Linked DNA regions of Mus musculus: region 1 is linked to region 2. A link is a contact called in public promoter capture Hi-C data. All regions are on one chromosome and are shown on one strand. Each heading gives the region's core, a stretch centred on a gene start, on an enhancer-like site or on the middle of the called end of the contact. The rest is flanking DNA. Distances are from core to core; before and after follow the strand shown. Region 1 holds the start of Snorc (secondary ossification center associated regulator of chondrocyte maturation). Region 2 holds the start of Nmur1 (neuromedin U receptor 1).

What was found. Promoter capture Hi-C pulls out the DNA fragments that hold promoters and counts their contacts.
Region 1: a contact with region 2 is called in a promoter capture Hi-C map of liver, with 4 times the contacts expected there. The contact joins the promoter of Snorc here to the promoter of Nmur1 in region 2.

What each region holds. Positions count from the first base shown.
Region 1 is chr1:87,468,300-87,471,611 of GRCm38.p6, reverse strand. It overlaps Snorc (secondary ossification center associated regulator of chondrocyte maturation), which reads right to left and starts at 1,411. Exons shown (of 3, transcript NM_028473.2): 1 at 1,201-1,411. The coding sequence starts at 1,273.
Region 2 is chr1:86,386,486-86,389,780 of GRCm38.p6, reverse strand. Nmur1 (neuromedin U receptor 1) reads left to right here and starts at 1,640. Exons shown (of 2, transcript NM_010341.1): 1 at 1,640-2,468; 2 at 3,068-3,295. The coding sequence starts at 1,640.

The sequences.
Region 1 (3,312 bases), core at 162-2,661, 1.1 Mb before region 2:
TCACTGTGGCAGGAAGCGGTGTGGGTCTCAGCTCCAAGTCCTAGGCAATAGAAAATGCCTCCTCCCACTGTAAGTCCTAACTCAGGGGTACTTCAGGCTACATTACCGAGCACAGCTCCCACTCCAGAAGCTGGGTGTGTCCCAACATATGAGAAGAGATGGTTCTCCCCAAAATCCATTCGGGCTTTGAACCCTGCTCACACTCTGAACACTGAGTGTTGACTGGACATTTGGCCATCCTCAGAGCCCTGCATTGAGCCCTGGTGAGGCCTTAGCATCCCACTATGAGGGAGGCAGCGTAGTGGGTGCCACCTTCTACAGATTAGGAAATGGCCAAGAGAGGTATGAGCCAGGCTGGGCAGAGTCAGGTCTTTAGCTATTTCCTGGGGTGTTGAGGGGAGGTAGAACGGCCCACAGACCACCGTCACCATCCTGGGGTGTGGCCGCGAGTTCCGAGGCTATGCTTCTACCACAGAGGTGACTTCTTTCCTTTGTAGACACACAGACACCCCTAAAGTTCAGGCAGCAATGTTGTAAGACAACCAGGGAACCCAGAGGCCTTTCTGCAGACTACTGAACAACTGCGCGAGATTTATTTTCTCATAATCAAAGCCTATCTGTGCCTATGTCCCTGCTCTGAAGCAGACCCAGAGCAGGCCTGCCATGCAGTGTTTTTTTCAGACCCCAGAGAGGCCACCTAGGGCTCAGTCCAGTTTCCTCACTATCCTGCAAAAGACTCTAAGAAATATTTATCTCTATGGGGACAGCACCTAGGTCGTAAGTCAGAAGGAAAGGGTTTGCAGAATTTAAAGGAATCATGAGTCTCTGGGTTTTCTGCCCAGAGGGTCTCTGGCCTTTAGCCCTTTGCCTTATGTCTGATGAGTCCTCCAGCCTCCCAGGTCCAGAAGTCTCCAGGTGTTCTAGCGGCAAAGTATTACCCCAAGAACATCAGACAGCCAAATGTACCAGACCCTGATACCCAAGTCTTTTTCAATGGCCACCCATCCTGCTGCTAACATACATCATCTTACTCGGTTTCTACCAGCCAGCATTGTGGGAGTCTCCCAGAATCACCACAGCTGGGAATCCCACCTTGTGTGAGGGGCTTGTACCCCATAGGTACTGGAGGATCTGGTCCCAGTGGTAGTTATTGGCCCTGAGAAGTTGGTAGCAGCAGAGCTGAGGGCCTGCGCCCCTTACCTGTGAGCACCGCAGGGGCCAGGACCCCAGAGATGAGCAGCAGCGCCACGCGCAGGGCCAGACAAGATGCCATCCTGGCAGGGAGTGAGCAGTCTTATGGGACACAGAGGACTAGGCGGCTGGGCTCAGGCAGCGGGAAAGAGGCTTCAAAGAGCTGGGAAGGGTTTTCATCAATGCAAACTCTGTCCTCCTGGGACACCGTGCCCGCCCCTCACACATGCACGCGCATGCACACACACACACACACACACACACACACACACACAGAGAGAGAGAGAGAGAGAGAGAGAGAGAGAGAGAGAGAGAGAGAGAGAGAGAGAGCGCACTCAGACAGACCTGCAGTCCTGAACTACCAAACAGCCCCACCCTGGAGAGGAGAGGAGAGGAGAGGAGAGGAGAGGAGAGGAGAGGAGAGGAGAGGAGAGGAGAGGAGAGGAGAGGAGAGGAGAGGAGAGGAGAGGAGAGGAGAGGAGAGGAGAGGAGAGGAGAGGAGAGGAGAGAAAAGGGGAGAGAAAGGGAGAGAAGGGGAGGGGAGGGGAGGGGAGGGGAGGGGAGAGAGAGGGTTCCTTTCCTCTCTCTCTGTCTCTGCCCTGCTCCCCTCCTCTTTCTCTTCTCTGTCTCTCTGTCTCTGTCTCTCTGTCTCACTCTCTCTGTCTCTCTCTCTCTCTCTCTCTCTCTCTCTCTCTCTCTCACACACACACACACACACACACACACATATTCCTGGACTAGTGAAAGTACAAACTTTCCCAGCCTCCCAAGACAGGAGCCTCACCCAGGCACAACAAATGCCTTGAGCCACTGTGCTCAGGACTCTGGGAGACCCTGCTCAGGACCCTTCCACTGGCCCTTACTAAAGCTAAGGTTGTGAGGCATTTTCTATTAAAGCCCCTTGGCCAGCCGCTCTAGGCCCCTTCCAGGAAGGTCTCAATGCACAAGTCCTTCTCCCTGGCTCCCTTGTTCTTGTAGGCACTCTCCACTAATCCAGAGACTCAGTTTCACCTTTAAGCCTGGGCTTGGCTCAGAGTTCAGCTCACTACCTTCCCAACAGGTCTGACCAAGCACATTGGCCTCCTCAGCCTCTGCCTACACCCACAGATGGACTTCAACACACGCGCGCACACACACACACACACACACACACACACACACACACACACACAGGTGTGCTCACCCTGCAAGTTCCCCAAGTCTCTTAAGCCCCTGAGGCTCTGCTACTTCATAGTTTTCCAAACAAAAAGGCAAATTCCCTAGCCAGTCTTCCCTCTGCTTTCCTGCTCTCTCCCTATGTTCCAGCTGCTGGCCCCAACAATAGGGCTCCTGCAGGATACTAGCGTGGCTCCTGCCCCAGGGCCTTTGCACTCTATCTTCTTCCCTAGAAAGTAGTAGCTACACTCATCATCATGTTTCTCCAGGTCTGAGCTTGGTCAGTCAGCCTGTGTCCTGTCGTTGGGTCACTTTAAGGTTCTTCACAGCACTTACATTTTTATGAATTTTCATATCGCTCCCCCTTGTGTGTTCATTTTCAGAAGAGAAGCATGCACACGAGGTGCATGAATCAACCTTTCGTTGCTGTGACAAAGTGCCAGAGATGACTTTTTAAAAGAGTTTACTCTGGCTCATGGCTGCAGGTTTTATGGTCCTGGTCAACTTGTCCTGTTGCTTGAGCCTACGGAGAGGCAGAGCATCACAGTGGTGGCAGGGAACAGGGGAGGCTGCGGTTCTCACAGCAGAGGAAGAAAGGCAGGGAGACACACCTGGCTGGGGACAAGACACACTTTGAAAAGCATGCTGAGGTCTACTCCCAACCAGGTTCTGCTTCCTTCAGCTGTGAACCCATCGATGAAACAGCTAAGTCACTAATGAAGTTACCACACACATAATGCAATCTTTTCTCAATAGTGCCACCAGCTGGAGACTATACCTTCAACACACGAGCCTTTTGGGATGACACTTCATATCCAAATCATAAAAAAAAAAAATGTGCAGAAATTTTGTGTACAGGTCAGCGAACTCTTGTATCCATGTACATGTGTGTAATCTCTGCCCCCATCAGCCAAAACCACGCTCGGCATGCCAGCATGGCTCCTCTCAAGCCCACACCCACCGATG
Region 2 (3,295 bases), core at 391-2,890:
TAAGGGGTGCGTAAGAAGGTTGTCTGAAAATGTGGGTCAGAAAGAATTGCAGGACACGGAACAAGTCCTGCTCAGTCGGCGTGCTGCAGGTGGGGACAGCATTTTAGACCCAAGTCTCACGGACTTCCTCTCTCTGGCTCTTTTTTTCTTTTCTTCTCACCTGTAAAATGGGATTGTTGTCTAGAAAAAGAAGACACTCTCAGCTCCGGGTGATTCCAACAGCTAGCTAGTATGGTTTGGATGCAGGTAGAGTCCTTTGGGAGTGGTCCTAAGTACTCCAAGCTCCGGGGTCAGCGTTGCCCTCTAGTGGCGATTTTGTGAACAACAGGCGAAGCAACCAGGAAGGCGGGGAGGGCAGCCTCTGTCAGGTCGCCTTCAGCTCAGCATCTATCTGTCAGTGGGAGCCAGGGCGCACAGGACCTCCTGGGCAGAAGGCATGGTAGGTGAGCGGGATACGGGCCCTGACAGGAGCGGCTCTCAGAGTGAGATGGGTGGAAAAACTCTGTGAGACATTTGGGGGTTGTGGGAGAGACCTCTCAGTTAGTCAGTTTATTTCTGTCATTTTTCTGATGACTGTCGTCTCAGCGCTGCTCTCTTGAACCTGGGCTGTCACCTGCCCATCCCCAGCTCCTCTCCGTGAGAGTTCCGAGAGTGAGAACTCCAGGTCTAGTAGGTGCAAAGAATATAAAATATTTAGACTGGGAGTGATTCAGGTGACAGAAAACAGAATCAAATTTGGGTCAAAGTACAGTTTTTTAGCTTTTTCACTCCTTCACTTAACCCCTACGGTGGCTTTCTCTTCACACCAAGGTCACACACAGCGTTCTGTATGTCAGGTCTGCCATGTGTCGATGCTTTTTGTGGATTAAATACCGGGATCTTGCACCTGGAGTTGGGGAGGTCAGGTCTGCCCTGGCAGTTGCTTTAGGAGCCCCGGCTCTTTAAAGACCAAGCAATACTGCAGTTGCACCCACTTTTCTGAGGTCCACATCAAGTGGCTCTCCTGAAGTCTGTCTTAAAAGGGAGACAGCCAAAGGAGATAGCCAAGCGTTCTTGGAAAAACCTGGCATTTCTTCAAAGATTCCAGTAGATTGTAAAGGGCCAATCTTATCATTTAAAAAGTATTTCATTTGTGTGTGTGTGTGTACTTGTGCATATATACTGTTTGCATGTATGTGTGTAGAGGATAGAGGATAACTCTTTGTTGTTGTTGTTGTTGATTGGTTTTTTGTTGTTTGTTTTTGTTTGTTTTTTAGACAGTGTCTCTCTCTGTAGTTCTAACTGTCCTGGAACTTGCTCTGTAGCCCAGGCTAGCCTCAAACTCACATGAGACCTGCCTGCCTCAGCTTCCTTCGCGTTGGGATTAAAGCTGCGCACTACCACTGCCCGGCCAATTTTATTATTTTCAAGGTTTGCACTCCGGATACTCTGTAGTTGAAATGCACTTTAGTGGGTGGCAGATGCTTTCTTTCCCAGTGGCATGTGACTAATCAGTCCTCTACAGTGTGATAACTTAGGACAGAGCTGGGATTACCTAAATGACTTCTGGGTATCTCCCCCTTCTATCCTACAGACTCCTCCCTGCCTCAATTGTTCCATCTTTCCTGGAGCGCTCTCCCCAAATGCTTCAAGGAGCCCCCTGGTCTGCAATATCAGTGAGTTCAAGTGGCCCTATCAACCTGAGGATCTGAACCTTACCGATGAGGCCCTGAGGCTGAAGTATTTGGGGCCACAGCAGATGAAACAGTTTGTCCCCATCTGTGTCACGTACCTGCTGATCTTCGTGGTGGGCACTCTGGGCAACGGGCTGACCTGCACCGTCATCCTGCGCAACAAGACTATGCGCACGCCCACCAACTTCTACCTCTTCAGCCTCGCTGTGTCCGATATGCTGGTGCTCCTGGTGGGCTTGCCTCTGGAGCTTTATGAGATGCAGCAAAATTACCCGTTCCAGCTGGGTGCGAGTGCCTGCTACTTCCGAATACTGCTCTTAGAGACCGTCTGCCTAGCTTCAGTGCTCAATGTCACAGCCCTGAGTGTGGAGCGTTATGTGGCCGTGGTGCGCCCACTCCAAGCCAAGTCTGTGATGACACGGGCCCATGTGCGCCGCATGGTGGGGGCCATCTGGGTCCTCGCTACTCTCTTCTCTCTGCCCAACACCAGCCTGCATGGCCTCAGTCAACTAACTGTGCCCTGCCGGGGGCCGGTGCCCGACTCAGCTATATGTTCGCTGGTGGGTCCCATGGACTTCTACAAGTTGGTGGTACTGACTACCGCACTGCTCTTCTTCTGTCTGCCCATGGTCACCATCAGTGTGCTGTATCTGCTCATTGGGCTGCGGCTGCGGAGGGAGAGGATGTTGCTCCAAGTGGAGGTCAAGGGCAGGAAAACCGCAGCAACCCAGGAGACCTCCCACAGAAGGATTCAGCTGCAAGATAGGGGACGGAGACAGGTGACCAAGATGCTGTGTAAGTCATTGTTGAGGAGAAAGCTGAGCTTCCTCCAGTCTGGGGAAGGAATTGAGCTTCCAGGGTATTGTTTGCTTGCTTGCTTGCTTGTTGTTGTTATTGTTTTGAGAAAGGGTTTCAGGGCTGGTGAGATGGCTCAGCAGGTAAGAGCACTGACCACTCTCCTGGAGGTCATGAGTTCAAATCCCAGCAACCACATGGTGACTCACAACCATCCGTAATGAGAAACTAATAATAATAATAATAATAATAATAATAATAATAATAATAATAATAATAAAACAAAAAAAACCTATGGGCCAGACTTAGCAGGGACCAGAGCAAGTGGGGCTTGGGGTGGAGGGAGCGAGGCCAGAGAAAGACAGAAAAGGGAAGAGGGAAAAAAAGAGAGAAGGAGTTTCTTTGTGTAGCTCTGGCTGTTCTAGAACTTGCTGTGTAGACCAGAGATTCACCTGCCTCTACCTCCAAAGTACTGGGATTAAAGGTGTGCACCACCACTACCTGGCTCTCCTGTCTGCTTTTCTAGGACCGGAAGATAGTGAGCTGTAGATGCAAACTCTAAGCATGATGAAGATCAAATCTCTTCTCTGTCCTTGCAGTTGCACTGGTTGTGGTATTCGGCATCTGCTGGGCTCCATTCCATGCTGACCGTATCATGTGGAGCCTGGTGTATGGACACTCAACGGAAGGCCTGCACCTGGCCTACCAGTGTGTCCACATTGCCTCTGGCATCTTCTTCTATCTCGGCTCAGCAGCCAACCCGGTGCTCTACAGCCTCATGTCTACTCGCTTCCGAGAGACCTTCCTGCAAGCCCTGGGCCTTGGAA